Regions from separate parts of the Mus musculus genome. Here regions 1 and 3 are each linked to region 2. The links are chromatin contacts, called in public Hi-C maps. All regions are on one chromosome and are shown on one strand. The core of a region is the stretch at or near the end of the contact, and the rest is flanking DNA. Distances in the headings are between cores, read along the strand shown. Region 1 has its middle 280 kb from the start of Gm31268. Region 2 has its middle 140 kb from the start of Gm31268. Region 3 has its middle 300 kb from the start of Gm31268.

Region 1 (2,700 bases), core at 125-2,624, 130 kb after region 2:
TGTTGATCTGCTGTTCGCTTCACTTCAAGATACAATTATTCCTTCTTGGATGAACCCATAATTTGGATGCAGCTTCCCTTCTGATTCCTTGGTGGGACCCTCCCTAGTTATGAAGGTGGGTATGTTGGTGAACTGGGTGTTCACTGGAAGAATAAGTTGTATTTCTTTGCATGATACTGTGTAATGTTTGTTTGTTTTTTGTTTTGTTTTGGTTTTGTTTCTGTTTTTTTGATTTTGTTTTTGTTTTTGTTTTTGTTTTTGGTTTTGGTTTTGGTTTTGGTTTTGGTTTTGGTTTTTTGAGACAGGTTTCTCTGTATAGTCCTGACTGTCCTGGAACTCACTTTGTAGACCAGGCTTGCCTTGAACTCAGAAATCCGCCTGCCTCTGCCTCCCAAGTGTTGGGATTACAGGCATGTGCCACCACCGCCCGGCGATACTGTGTAATGTGAGGTGACCTTTTTCTATTGTTAGGTTGGCTGGAGGCTCAGGCAGTTCTGAGTTTTATTTCCGGGTACTTATTTTGGGGGGAAGGGAGACTTTCCCCTGAAACATGACTCATCTGATCCCGTGTTACCATTCTTCAGTCTTAATTAAGGCATGACATATCCCTTAATGAAACCACAGCATACTGTGCTGAGGCCAATGAAAATCAAGAGGCCATTCCATCACATACCCATGATAGAAAAGCCTATTGTCATTTTGAACTCGTGTTTCTTTTCTGTTGCTCTTGACCTGGAGGGATCTGCAAGGGGTTGACTGGAAATCAGGCAAAGGCAAAGGCTGCCTTGCTTTTGAAGCCACTCCTCATTGGTGGCCAGCAGAGCCCTCTGGCTCCTATAGGCTTTAAGATGAATTAAGTGGAGACCATCCTGGCTACAGAGACCTGCACTTTGTCTCTTAAGCAGATAAAAAGAGGGGTCAGTCAGAAGTAATTCCCCTACTCCTCATATAAACAGTTTAATGGCTGCAGCAACATACTTGCTTGGAATTACTCCCTCAGATTCAATTCTCTTTTCCTGTTCCACTTGTAAAAATGGTTAGTGTCCTCTATAAACTGCAGCTCACAAAGGTACAGGGCTTGCTGTGCCGTTGTAGAATAAATGTTAATCTAATACAGGTTACTAGGTCAAATGCAATCACAGGCTTGTGGGAAAAGCACAATATAGCTCTGCTTCTTCTAACACAGTAAACCCGGATATTATATGATAGGTTAAACACCAGTGAGCCATAGCAGGGATTTTCTTGAAAGTAAGATTTAGTTGAAAGGAGACTACATTGAAAGAGTGACCTAGGATTGACTTTGCTCTCCAAGAGAGCATTCTGAGACACTGACGTGCACTGAGAAAATGGACTTCTTGAAAATGTGTTGTTCCAGAATTCCTTGGTTGTGGGATTAATGCCAGATGCAGCAGCTGTGGCACATCTGAAGGCTTCCTATGTTGTCAACTATGGCTTCAATTTCTCCTCATTGCTCCCAAATCCACAAATGTGTGTGTGCGCGTGCACACACACATACACACACACACACACACACACACACACACACACACACAACACAGGAGAAAGGGGAGGTTTTATAGAATGTTGAAGTAGCAGTGGGTGGCCTCTTAAAATTCAGATCCCAACTTGGATCTTAACTAATGTGCTGTGGAGCTTTTAGAGTCAATCCTAGCCAATTCCGTCAGGATGTCTGTGTTCAAGTGGCAGCCTCCTTACCATTTATATAGATGCTGGTGTGGTTTAGTGTTCCCAGCATATAGTAGTGCTTAGAGGCCAAAGCTAAGATGTACTAGCAGATGTATGATAAATGCTTAAGTGAATAAGTGTTAGATCTCAGGGAGCTGTAAACATTTCTTTGCAGGGCCACTTAGATTTTGTCCCGCACAGACACAGCCTGGGCAGGGATATTTTCATGGGTTCAAGAGGGCACTCTCAGACTCTTACAGTAAGTGTGACAGCATCAAGCCTTCTTTTTTCTGCTGAGACCATATTTGACAAGGTGCTGTAGCACAGAAAGGAGCTCTGAGACATGGGGTCCTTTATATTTATAAATATACTTATAAATATAATATGTTTACTATATATTTATAATAGATAATATAATACATTTTATATTTAATATAGTCTATATTACACTATATTTAAAATACATTATAAAACATATATTGAACTATACTATATGATATATATGTGCCTTTACCAATTGAACAAAGCTCTGTAGTTATGCCTGCTTCAGCTTCACCTCTATGTGTGTTATCCAAATTAGAGTTCATAGATATTAGATAAAACTCTGTGTTTCCTGTAAAGTGGCAGAATTAATCAGGCCTCTAGTTTGCTCATAATTTTAAAACTATTAATGAAGATTGCCCTTGATATGTCAGTGACCCTCCCAGGAAGACTCAAAAAGAGTATGCACAAGCTAGATATAGTTTGCAACAAAATACATCTTTTAACATAAGGGTAATTTAGAGAAATAACCCAGAAAAACTCTGTTTCATTTTAAAAGTCAGCCCTGTGTAAGAATTTAAAAAAAACAAAACAAAAAACAAACAAGCAAAAAACAAACAAAAAACATATACAGCTACTTCTCATGCCATGACCACACATGGTCATCATTCCAGAACCAGCCCTGAGCACTGCCCCTGAAGCTCTTAGCCTGTGTTCAGCAGGCATACATACCCTTTCCCATTTCCCTTTACC
Region 2 (2,871 bases), core at 254-2,753:
TCTACTCTTTTTACCTAGGTTGCTACCAGACAGTGGCTACCAACAATCCATGGGAGGGCGCTATGCTTGGATTAATGAAGACAACCAGGGCCTTTCTCTAGGAGAGGAGCCCTACTCAGGTGATTATACTTTGTGACAGTTGACATTACAACTAACAATATGGTCATGCGTTAGAATCAGATAGGTCTGTGTTCAGATGTGACTTCCTAATTATTTCCAATCCAGTCTCCTCCACAATAAACACAGAACAATCAGTTCAAAATTTCTGGCTTAAGAAAGAGGTGGTGTGAAAGTGAAATATCCCCTCAAAGGTTCATGTGTTCAAACACTTGGTCCTCAGTTGGTGGAGTTGTTCAGGGAACAACGTTTAGGAGGTGGAGTTTTGCTGGAGGAAGTGGGTCACTAGGAGTGGGCCTTGAGTTGCATAGCCTGGCCCTATTTCTTGCTTGCTAATGCAATGTGATCAGTTGGCCTCCTACTCCTTCCTCTATGCCTTCCTTGCCATCAGGGAATGGATTCCCTTGAAGTGTAAGTCAAAATAAACTCCTTCTTCCATAAATTTATATTATTATTATTGTTTTGGACAGGTATTTTGTCGAAACAATGATAAAAACCAAACCCCTAAAATGCTAGATAATATACGTGGTAGAATGACCCCTGGCAGGTTGTTCAGAACTTGGCATCATCCAGTTCATGAATATTTATTGCAGGTCTACTAGAGGGCTTGAAAATATCAACATAATTCTAATGAGATGTAGACATGAATAGATATGAAAGACTTCATTAGAGAGCACAGTGCTTAGGGTACATAATGAATCAACAAAGAACTTGGGCCTTACATCAGAGGGCCTATTTGAACCCACCTCTGTTATTTCTAGCTGGGTGACCCCAGAGACTCACACATAACCCACTGACACCTACATCGCCAGGCATTGCAAAGGTTACGAGAGTTTCACTTGTTACATCTCAGAATAAAGTCTGGCAAGCAGTAAACATCAAAATTGCTTAATTGCTCTTTACTTTTGTGTGAGAGTTAGAAGGAAAAAGGCCAGGACTATGGAAGTACAGTTCACTAGAGAGCTATTATGTGACACCCAGCTAAGTAAAGTTTCTCAAAAATGGGATATGACTCACAAAGTGGTAGTGGTGGGTGAGTCAGAGGTAGATTTACATGTGTTTTTAGTAAATAATGTTCAAGACAAACAATTAAGGATAAAAGGCAGCAGGACAGCACAATATGCAAGACAGTGCCCATTTCAGTAGATAAGTAAAACGTATCACATATATGTATATTATCTTTCTCTATGTATGTATGGATCTGTCTACTTATTCAAACATTATTAGATTCAGAATCTATTGAAAGACTCCTAATATGATTGCTTTGAGGTAGGGATCTAAAAAATAGCTCATTTCCTGTGGAAAAAGGTGACTCAGAGGCAGAGTTAAGAGCTCAAGGCATGGGGCCAAGGAAGAATCATCATCCAGGCAGGAAACATCCTAGGCCTTAATCAAGAGGCTGGTGACATCATAGGCTAGAATTGTAGCAGGGCTGGGATGGTATGTGCTTTGCATGCCTGTGCTTTCTAATTGGTTCTTTTAGTTGGATTTCACTACTGTAGGCAGGGTGTTGTGTTGGTTAGATTTTTTTGTTGTCACCTTGACACAATCTAGTGTCATTTGGGAAGACAGACCTAAACTGAGGAATTGCCCAGATCAGAATGGCCTGAAGCAATGCCTGTAGGAGATTTTTTCTGATTGATGATTGATGTAGGACAGCCTAGCCCAATGTGGGTAGCTCCATTCCCTAGGTAAGTGGATCTGGGCTGAGATAAAAACTATCCAAGCAAGTGAGCTAGTGAGTGACACCAGTAAGAAGCATTTCCTATGGGTGGTTTCTGCTTCAGTTCATATTCTGACTAAGTCCCTAAAGGGTGAACTCTGACCTGTAACTAGCAGCATAAATAAAACCCTTTCTGGAAGTTATGACCTCTGAGGTTGCCGTGTTTATCATGGCAACAGAAAGTCAAAGTAGACCAGTCTGACATCTGCACTTGTGAACTGAGGCTGTTCCATAGCCTGCTGTGCATGGGTCCTGCCAGGGGAGACCTGTTTTCCTAGGAGTGTTTTTACTCCTGAGTTCGGAGGTGAGACAGCCACTTTCTCTCCAATAACTGTGTGGAGTGGAGCGGGCCAGGAGCACATGGGGTGCAAGATCAGTGAAGCAGCTTGGACATGATCCTTCCACTCTGCCATCTGTACCCTGGAGCTGAGGCTGTTCCACAACCCGTTGTGCATGGGTCCCACCAAGAGAGAGCTGGTCTCCCAGGAGTGCTGACATAGGCTTACAGACCCACAGGAGGAACAAGCTCCAGTCAGGGAGAGCAAGAACATCTAACACCAGAAATAACCATATTGAGAAAGGCAAATGCAAGAATCTTACCAACAGAAACCAAGATTACTTGGCACCATAAGAACACAGATCTCCCACCACGGCAAGTCCTGGATTCCCCCAACACACCAGAAAAGCAAGATGTGGATTTAAAACCATATATCATGATGCTGATAGAGGATTTTAAGAAGTACGTAAACAACTCTCTTAAAGAAATAGAGGAGAACACAGGTAAACAGGTAGAAACCCTTAAAGAGGAAACACAAAAATCCCTCAAAGAATTACAGGAGAACACAGGTAAACAGCTAGAAGCCCATAAAGAGGAAACACAAAACTATCTTAAAGTATCACAGGAAAACACAACAAAACAGGTGAAGGAATTGAACAAAACCATCCAGAATCTAAAAATGGAAGTAGAAACTAAAAGAAATCACAAAGATAAGGAAATCACAAAAAGAGACAACTCTGGAGATAGAAAACCT
Region 3 (2,801 bases), core at 194-2,693, 160 kb after region 2:
ACAGGGTGATATATCTAAATTTTTAAAATATTTGGTTTCTAATTAGAGCTCAAGTTTCATTTTTTATGTCTATAATAAAGTATAAGTCTCATCTACATCTTTGCAAATTAAATAGCTGTTCATGGGTTTCCTCTCAATGGGGTCATGCAGTTTGGTCCTACACACACACACACACACACACACACACACACACACACACACACACACACACCTTTCTGAAGGCAGGCATATGCAGAGTCCTTCCCACTCTTGTATTTATTAAATCTCTTGAACTCAGAACATTAAAAAAAATCTGCTTAGTGGAAGAAGTCAGAGAGCAGTATAACAATTTCAAATCAAATCCTGAGGGTAAATTGTGGAATGAGTAGGATTGAATTTGTTCATTTTGTAAGAATAGAGAACTATTGCAAAATTCAAAGGAACAGATATGCCTTCCCATCATGTGTTGCATGCTAAAAATGCACTCAGAGGATGATTTCTTTTCTATGTATGTATCTACTTGTGCATGCATATGTGCAAGAGCCCACATGAGTTTATGTTTAGCAGAAGAGGGCATCAGATCACCTTGGAACTAGAGCTACGAGTGGTTGTGTACAACCTAACTTGGAATATTCTACAACAGCACCAAGTGCTCCTTGCCTTTAAAAGACAGCAGTGACTTCTGCATCCCCTTGTATCAGGAATTATGAAATTGAGTTCTTAAGTTTGATTTCAGTGCTGATTCATGATTCCAGTATATTCTTTCTGGGTGTGTCACAAGGAAAGCCAAGGCCTCCTCACAGCCAGCAATGGCAGACTGTGAGCATTATCCCAACTTTGGTATCCTGAATGTTGCAGTACAGGGTCTAATTTTATCTATTCCTCTAGAACTCATTTAAAATCTTTTCCACACCCAGATGTGTACACATTTTACATTTCTAGGTCCTTACTCACTTTTATGTCTTTTAGTCTCAAAATTATAGAGTATTGCTGTACAGAATGAGAAAATTGACATAAATGAGATCTGTGGGTATAGATTTAAGGCATCTGAGTCACTTTATTTCTTTGTGTGCATTTGATAAGAGCATTGAATGAGCAAAATGAAGAATGAGCAACATATGAGGGAGTATTCATGGCATATTCAGACCTTATCAGGCCTGCGATCAGTTATCTGTTGAAGTAAATTACATTGCATCTGTCAATAGACTTAATAACTCGGAGCCTGTGATTTCATAATGGATAATCACACAAATTCAGGAAGCTATACCATATGCCATTCCAGTTGTCTACTCTCTTATTCACCTTAATTTTCTAGATGACTGAAATTATCTATTCCTGTACTGGAGATGGTCCACATGGAAATAGGGCCCTGCAGGAATCCAACCCCTCCCACATCAGGCCTGTGCAGGTTGAGGCTGCTGCTGGGTTTTGTCTGAGACCCAGGCATCTAATTGAAATGAGCAGAACTTGGAAACTGTAAACCTGGACAATGCAAGTGATTAATGAATGGGAAACAGAGCACAGAAGATATGGAACAGCTGAGGGAACCCAGGAGGGAGATGTGGGGCAGTGAAGGCAAACAACTCAGCATATGATGAAGAATTCCACATCTCTGCATGTGAACTGAGGGACATAGGCTAAATGGTGCAGACTGCAGTTACAAAACTTCCCCAAAGCAGGGGCTCTCAAGGACATTTCACTTTCATTTATTAAATATTCAGTTTCTATTTGTAGAACTATTTCTCCACTTCCATACATTATGGTCACTGTACCAGTAATAGTATTGACTACAAGTAGTGAATGACTTAATTTCAAGCCATCTTACCAAGTAGGCAGCCCTTTTTCTCAGGTGAGATCTGATGAAGGAGTTCCTGCTGTGTTTGAGGATGCTCAGGGAAGTCATCAGGATCTAGAACTCCTTCCATCTTTCTCCTGTATCCCCTAACACAGCTCTTGTCCTCATGCTCATTTACAGGGCGTTGCCAGGTGGTCACTGACTCTACAGAGCATTTCTTTAACATGTGCAAACCTGAGCAGAAACTCGCAGTAGGTGCTCCCTCCCATGACATTAATCCAAACTGATTCTCACAGGGAAGGGAGCTTCTAAGGAAGCTAGGTAAGTTGCTGTCTCACTTGGGGTGCTTGTTGTTGCGTACAAATACCTAGAGATGTGTGAACAAGAAAGGACAGAAGGACACATGCCAGTTAAGTAATGAGCAGGGACTGTGCCATCATTTCCTTAAGCTCCTAAATAAAGGTAACAGGATAAGCTTTTGACAACTGTGCTATTACTGGAATGTTGTGGTCCCAGTAAAGTCGAAGGGGAAAATTCATCAGGACACTACTGTTGCCTGTCTTCTCTCTCTCTCTCTCTCTCTCTCTCTCTCTCTCTCTCTCTCTCTCTCTCTCTCTCTCTCTCTCTCTCTCTCTTTCTCTCTCCCTCTCCCTCTTCCTTTCTACTTAATAATTTTACAATTTAATATATAAATGATTTATATATTAACCACTCTCATCTTCCCACCTTGCTACCAACCTGTCCACTTCCCTCTTTCCTACAAATCTTTCCCATGAACTCTTGCCTATTCATTTTGTTTTGTGACCTATTAGAATTAACCAGGACCGTGTATAAACGGTGGGTTTGGAGCATCCACTGCAGCCCAGAGGGCTCAGCAGAGGAGGTACAACCGAAAGCACTGATTCCCAATTCCTCTTCTCCCAGAATCTATCAATAGTCAACATTCAGAGGTAAAGGGTAGGGACCCTGACTCCCACCTCTTTTTCTTGGATTGTGTGGACCCAGTGCAGATTACTATAATTGTGAG

What was found. Hi-C and Micro-C count contacts between places; a contact is called where the count stands out from the background.
Region 1: a contact with region 2 is called in a Hi-C map of uterus, with 3 times the contacts expected there. The contact joins two enhancer-like sites. A contact is called at or near these places in 2 of 484 Hi-C or Micro-C datasets (uterus and ventricular fibroblasts) and 1 of 115 datasets of contacts at active chromatin or transcription factors (embryonic stem cells).
Region 3: a contact with region 2 is called in a Hi-C map of the N1E-115 cell line, with 4 times the contacts expected there. The contact joins two enhancer-like sites. A contact is called at or near these places in 1 of 39 promoter capture datasets (liver), 4 of 484 Hi-C or Micro-C datasets (the N1E-115 cell line and liver) and 1 of 115 datasets of contacts at active chromatin or transcription factors (embryonic stem cells).

What each region holds. Positions count from the first base shown.
Region 1 is chr11:17,602,562-17,605,261 of GRCm38.p6, forward strand. No RefSeq gene overlaps it. Among named protein-coding and RNA genes, the nearest start is that of Gm31268, 280 kb to the left of the region's middle. Within about 2 kb of position 1,375, at least 6 of the 459 cell types and tissues checked have an H3K27ac peak or open chromatin away from gene starts, as enhancers often do. A contact at or near this core is called in uterus, where this site is marked.
Region 2 is chr11:17,467,503-17,470,373 of GRCm38.p6, forward strand. No RefSeq gene overlaps it. Among named protein-coding and RNA genes, the nearest start is that of Gm31268, 140 kb to the left of the region's middle. Within about 2 kb of position 1,504, at least 62 of the 459 cell types and tissues checked have an H3K27ac peak or open chromatin away from gene starts, as enhancers often do. A contact at or near this core is called in the N1E-115 cell line and uterus, where this site is marked.
Region 3 is chr11:17,624,933-17,627,733 of GRCm38.p6, forward strand. No RefSeq gene overlaps it. Among named protein-coding and RNA genes, the nearest start is that of Gm31268, 300 kb to the left of the region's middle. Within about 2 kb of position 1,444, at least 2 of the 459 cell types and tissues checked have an H3K27ac peak or open chromatin away from gene starts, as enhancers often do. A contact at or near this core is called in the N1E-115 cell line, where this site is marked.